Regions from separate parts of the Capra hircus genome. Here region 1 is linked to region 2. A link is a contact called in public Hi-C data. All regions are on one chromosome and are shown on one strand. Each heading gives the region's core, a stretch centred on a gene start, on an enhancer-like site or on the middle of the called end of the contact. The rest is flanking DNA. Distances are from core to core; before and after follow the strand shown.

Evidence for each region. A called contact is a pair of places that touch in the nucleus more often than the background predicts.
Region 1: a Hi-C map of blood shows a contact between it and region 2, with 15 times the contacts expected there. The contact joins two enhancer-like sites. A contact is called at or near these places in 2 of 5 Hi-C or Micro-C datasets (both in blood).

Annotation. Positions count from the first base shown.
Region 1 is chr28:37,490,704-37,493,863 of ARS1.2, reverse strand. No RefSeq gene overlaps it. Among named protein-coding and RNA genes, the nearest start is that of TRNAR-CCU, 24 kb to the left of the region's middle. Within about 2 kb of position 1,548, at least 3 of the 5 cell types and tissues checked have an H3K27ac peak or open chromatin away from gene starts, as enhancers often do.
Region 2 is chr28:37,194,585-37,197,704 of ARS1.2, reverse strand. TBCE (tubulin-specific chaperone E) reads left to right here. Exons shown (of 17, transcript XM_005698988.3): 5 at 1,089-1,177. Among named protein-coding and RNA genes, the nearest start is that of TBCE, 70 kb to the left of the region's middle. Within about 2 kb of position 1,479, at least 1 of the 5 cell types and tissues checked has an H3K27ac peak or open chromatin away from gene starts, as enhancers often do.

The DNA.
Region 1 (3,160 bases), core at 299-2,798, 300 kb before region 2:
CTGGTGATGCTGCTCAAAAACATTCAGAATATATAGATAGCATTTTCAGCCTTGAGACGGGATGACATCAGTGAAGTTCGTATAGCTAGAAAAGACATCCAAGAACTGAGCCCTAGAGACTGGGAAACTGCTGGTGCAGGAGAAAACTTAGGTGCAGCGTCTCATGGCCAGGAGGATAAAGGGAGCAGGGAATGAGCGCGTCAAATACTGTCGATGGGCAGCAGAGATAAAGACTGGGAACCGACATCAATATTCAGCATGAGGCGGCCACTGCTTTCCTTGGCAAGAGCAGTCTTGGTGAATGGGCCAGGAGAAGAAGTCTGATAGTCACCAGAACAGGAGAAGCAGAGGCAGTGGGTAAGGATAGCACTTTAGAGATGTTTTTCTATGATATAAATGTGAAAAGAAAAATGGGGAGCTGGCTGCAGGGCACGAGGAGTCAGATTTTTTGTAAGATGAGAGAAATTATACCATGTCTGTGTGCCCATCAAGTTAAGGAGTGGTGAGGGGAAACTGAGGACGCAGAAATCCTGCTGGGTAAGGTCCACGAGTGATCCAGAGAAATGGACATCAGAGCGGTGTGGACAGCTTACCTCTAGGAAGAGGGGGAAGGCAACAGTATGAGCACAGACACCGTAGTTTTAATTCTCTTTTTGAAATTCTCCTTTTGAGAAGACACTATCATCCTCTTTGGAGGATGCAACTGAGAGAGGAGGAGGAGGAGGCAACTGAGAGACCTCCCTGGTGGTCCAGTGGCTAAGACTCCATAGTTTCAATGCAGGGGACCCAGGTTCGATCCCTAAGGGAGCTAGGAGTTCGCTGCAACTAAAGATTCTGAGTGCCACAACTAAGACTGGAGCAGCCACATAAATAAGTTTTAAAAAAGAAATGAGGCAATTGAGCCTCAAAGAAGGCAAGGTCGCTAGTAAGTGGCAGATCTGCCACTCAAGCCCAGGTCCCTGACTCTAAAATCTGTTTCTGCACTTTGATTATACAGAATTGGGAGAAGTTTAAGAAAATCTGTCTCATTTTATTCATTTGGCATGTTCCCATATAAAATTTTAACTTATAGGGATCTAAACCAAGACTTGACAGAATGTCATCCTGGTACATTTTCCAGGATGAACTCTTCCCCGTCTAAATGTCCTAGCATTTTCCTTTCGCTCTTGGTGATCACTATACATTATGGAGGGCTTCCCTGGTAGCTCAGATGGTAAAGAAACTGCCTACAACGCAGGAGACCCTGATTCCATTCCTGGGTTGGGAAGATCCCCTGGAGGAGGGCATGGCAACCCACTCCAATATTCTTGCCTGGAGAATTCCATGAACAGAGGAGCCTGGCGGGCTACGGTCCATGGGGTCGCAGAGTCGGACACGACTGAGCGACTAAGCATGGCACATACATTATGGAATCACATTTTCGTGCAAGGGGACGCCGAGGGCCCGAGCCTAGACGCCGGCTAGCGGACGGCACAATGGCCTCGGAGAGCACTGGGCCCGGGACAGGGCATGGCCGAGTGCTTTGGCCACCGGCAGAGACGCGGCCACCAGGTGGCGCCAGAGCTCTCCTTCGCCTCCGCTTCCACCTCCACAGGATTCTCACGGGGCTGCGCATCACTCAGCCCCCGCAGGCCGCACGGATCGCCTCCTACCCCGTGTCCAACGCCCCCGCCCCGGCGGGGACCCGAGCGCGCCGCCAGTGGTCCTCTCCCTCGTCCTGACTCGATCAGGCCGGCGTCTTCCTCTGCGACCCTGATCACTCGGCCAAGAGCAGCGCAAGACTCGGTGGATGTAGGGAGAAGGCAGGAAGAGGTATTTGTGAAAATACTACTGGACACATCCTTTGCCGACGATTGCTTCTCACAGAGCCTGCTCCAGCGTCCTCCACAAAGCCAGTTCAGCTGCCTTCACCCCTGTGGGATGGAGACGGAATTTCCCCTGTGGAGCAGCTGATGGCTTTAAATCGTCTTCAGAGGAGCTCCCCTGTTCCTTCTTCCGTTCCATGGTGACACGCCACCACGGCATGAAACAAGACCAGCTTACAGATACTTGAAACGGCAGTCTGTGGTTGACAAGCCCATCCTCGAAAAACTCGTCCCTGAGACAAGTTAGGTGAAAGAGCTCCCTATCTGATGAATATTTTCTACAATTAAACCAACCCAGATCCCCTCCCCCCCCTACACACACACTCCCACACCCACACCCAGAGAGCTTCCCTCATAGCTCAGATGGTAAAGAATCCACGTGCAATGCAGGAGACCCCGGTTCGATTCCTAGGTTGGGAAGATCCGCTGAGCAAGGGATAGACAACCCACCCTACTATTCTTGGGCTTCCCGTGTGGCTCAGCTGGTAAAAAAAATCCACCTGCCAGGCAGGAGACCTGGGTTCGACCCCTGGGTTGGGAAGATCCGGTGAAGTGAAAGGCTACCCACTCTAGTATCCTGGCCTGGAGAATTCCAAGGAATGTACAGTTCGTGGGGTCACAGAGTCCAACAGGAGTGAGCACAACTTTCACTTTCTCAGACCCCTTTGACAATTGGTTAAAGGAAATGCTTTTTCTTGACTTGAGAGGGTATCTGCCAAGTGCTTTTCAGCATGGAATAAACTAAAAAATTTTCATCATAAACTGTTTTAAAAGTCAGGGTATATTATTTATGATAGGAGTCTTCCAGGCATACTGTGGATCTAGAGCTGATGTTTGCAGGGCTGGCTTAGATGTTTCCTGGAATAATTTCTATCACTTACCTTAAGTCACTCTGAGGAAGGAGTTGATCTGAGTATCTGCTTTGGGAAATGATAGCAGGGGTAAAAGGGTATAGTGTAATTGAGATGTCACCTTTACTATGAAAAGTATTTCATATTGATTAGTACCCCTGGGAACCTATTAATAAGTTCCCTGTTATTATTATTTACTAATAACAGCCTTTTCTCTCCAACCCCATACATTTTTGTGTGTGGAACCTATGTCTTTTTAATGAACTCATTTAGCTTTTATTGAGGTGTCCCTCTTGTGCCAGAAACTATTCTAAGTACTGGGGATATAGCAATGAACAAAAATAGTTTAAAAAAAAAAAAATTAGTGCTGTGCTCCTCTCCTAGGAGAGGAGACCACCAAGTTTTAACCATGTATCCTGTCAAGATACTTACTTACTGTCCTCA
Region 2 (3,120 bases), core at 230-2,729:
CCGTCTGAGGTGCAGAGAGGTTCACACGTCCAGGGCCAGAGGCGGGTGGAGTCAGGACTGAGCGCAGGCAGTCTGACTCCAGGTCCTGTGTTCTCAGCACTCTGCGGTGCTGTAACACTTGGGCTCTTTGAATGAACAGAACCCAGATTCTCTACACTTAAAAGAGTGCTTTCTGAGAGTATCTAAAAAGGCTAAAGATGCACACACATGCTCTCTAGGCTATATCCCTAGAGAGATTTTGCCACCTGAGTACAAAAAGTGTACAGTAGTGTGCCCTTTAGCACTGTTGGGAATAATCTCCCTGTCACCAGAGGAGCAAATAAATCAACTGCGGTCTCTCTCTCTGGTGACAGACCACGGGTGTGAACATGTCCATTCCAGAGCATGTGTCCATGTAGTCCCCTCTCAGTGCTGGACAGGGTATTGTTGAGGAAGAAAGTTAGTCACAGGAAAATGAAAGTGAAGTCGCTCAGTCGTGTCCAACTCTTCGCAACCCCATGGACTGTAGCCCACCAGGCTCCTCCGTCCATGAGATTTTCCAGCCAAGAATACTGGAATGGGCTGCCATTGCCTTCTCCAGGGGATCTTCCTGACCCAGGGATCGATCCCGGGTCTCCGGCACTGCAGACAGACGCTTTGCCGTCTGAGCCACTAGGGAAGCTGTACGGTACCGTTTATGTCAAATTTTATAATATTCAAAACTGCAATAACTGTTTAGGGACATGGAAATAGAGTAAAACTGTTAGGAGAGTAAAATAATAAACTATAAAAAAATAGTAAAACTATTAAGAAATGCTTACGATTAAGCCAACACTGACCCCAGTGCCCTGGTGCCCTGTGGGGAGTGGAGGGCGAGAGGAAAGGGCAATGGAAAGGGGCTCGAGAGGGTTTCAGTGTTGTGCATAATGTTTGTAATGCTTTCTTTTTTTTTTTTTTTTTTTAGTAAGGCTTTATTTCTTAAGTTGGGCAGTGGATACTGTTATTTCTGATGCCTTTTTATGTGTCTAAAACGCTTTTTAATTTTTTAAAGGGCCGATGGATAGCGTACATGTTTATGTCTGCATGTGAACTCTGTGTTTTTCATACAGTCAGCTGAGCAAGTTGCAAGACGTTTCTTTGAGGAACTGCGCAGTAAATGGTGCTGGTGACCAAGGAGGAATTGCCAAAGCTTGTCCTAGTATCCTTTCCAGTGAGAACTCGTCACTGGGGTCGGGCTGGATTGGACACTTGAGCCAGACACCCTGGTTCCCTACCCGATGTCCGTTCTCCTAACGGGGACTCGGTTCCACCTGAGGTTGTCGCCACTTGGGGAAATTGCCTTCCTAGACCATTTGCTTTCAAGTGGGGTGTGTGACTCACCCGGACCGGGTAGAGGCAAAATGGGAGTGTCTGGACAGGGTTTCTTCCAGGGGGACAGACGTGGCTGGACCAGCTTCTCTCCATTGCCCACCACCCTGCCCGCCCCCTGTTTGAGCACAGACGGAGGGTCCAGGGCTCGGCAGCAGGCTGTGGGGCGAGAGCCGTCCTGGGGAGCCGGCAGGGAAGGCGCGGAGAGGGACTGGTGCCTTGGGTGGGCCCTGGGGCCACTGCACAAGCCCTGACGGCCTTCCTGAGAGGGAGGGAAGGAAATCTTTCCTTCATCAAGGTTCCTGCTCATGCAGCAATGCGGTTTGAAATCATACCTCAAAAACAAGCTTTTCCAAATTTGTCATCTGTCTCTTGTGTGTTCTTTGTTTTTCTCCCTGTTTCTCTTATGCCCACACCTAAAAATAGAGGTCAGCCTAGAAGAAAAATCATTAAACTTGCCCCGCTTTGTAGTCTGGTAGGGTGTAGTCTGGTTCAAGTGCCTCTTGGATCTGCTACAGTCCTAACAAGCTCCCAATAAAAGAGTGGCAAGTCAAATAGACTTTCCCTAACTTTAAAAGGTCTTCTCTCAATTCCTTAAGCCTGCCTCATCTCTGCATAATAGTTTATGCAAAAGACAGCAGCTCATAGGTCTCTCAACTGAGGAGGTGGCTGATGAACTTTCTTTTAGCAAAATATTTCTAACCACTCTGACGCTACCTACCTTGTGATAGGAATTGAAGCATAGCTCCCCAAGCCAGGGTTTCAGAGGTGCAGTCCCTTGGCGCTGGGGGCCTGCTGGGACTTGCGACCACTGGTCCTTTCTGCCCGTGAGTAGCGCCCCCACCCCACCTTTGCCCCAGATGCGGTCGTTCCCTCTGCAGGTTAGGCAACAGAGTCCGGGCATTGAGGTGGGTGTGGAATGGAGCTAGGTAAGGAGCAAAGTGCCACGGAAGTGCGTGGCGCATTCTATAATCTGCCTGGCCTCCTCCTAAATGGTTTCGGAAGACTGGGAATTGGGTGGTTCAAGGCTCATTTTCAGCACACAGAAAAGTTCTGGTCAGCAGAGGGGTTTGGGTGTGCAGGTCAGCTGATTGGAGTTGTCAGCAGTGTGCTGGGCAGTCAGCATCTTGCTTGTTTATACCACTTTCTCCTGGGCAAGAATGTCCCCCAAGACATGAGGCAATGAGGTTTGCTGAGATAATCAAGTCATGGCCTATATTTGCAGACCCAGTGATGAATGCCTTGCACTCACTGATTGAATTCTCGCCCGAAGTTGAAGGATTGCCTGGTGTGTTTAATCCAGTCATCGTTTCTAGACTGATCCTTCTCTCAGATCCTTCACTGAGCCAGGGCTGACGGTGGTGGATCGGAGAGCTTGGCTGGGAAGAGGTGTCTCTGAACTTGGGGAGTCCACAGGAGTGAGAGTGACTGAGCTCCCAGGACTGTGTGTGCTCAAGTGTGTGTGCTCGTGTGTGTGTGTGTGTATGTGTGTGCGCACGCGTGCGTGCATGTATGGGTGTGGGGCCACTATATCAAGCTGAAGTCTGAATACAGGTGGTCCCTGTGCTTTGTTGGAGAAGGAAGTGGCAACTCACTCCAGTACTCTTGCTTGGAAAATCCCACGGACGGAGGAGCCTGGTGGGCTGCAGTCCATGGGGTCTCGAAGAGTTGGACACAACTGAGCGACTTCACTTTCACTTTTCACTTTCATGCATTGCAGAAGGAAATGGCAACCCACTCCAGCGTTCTTGCCTGGAGAATCCCAGGGACAGG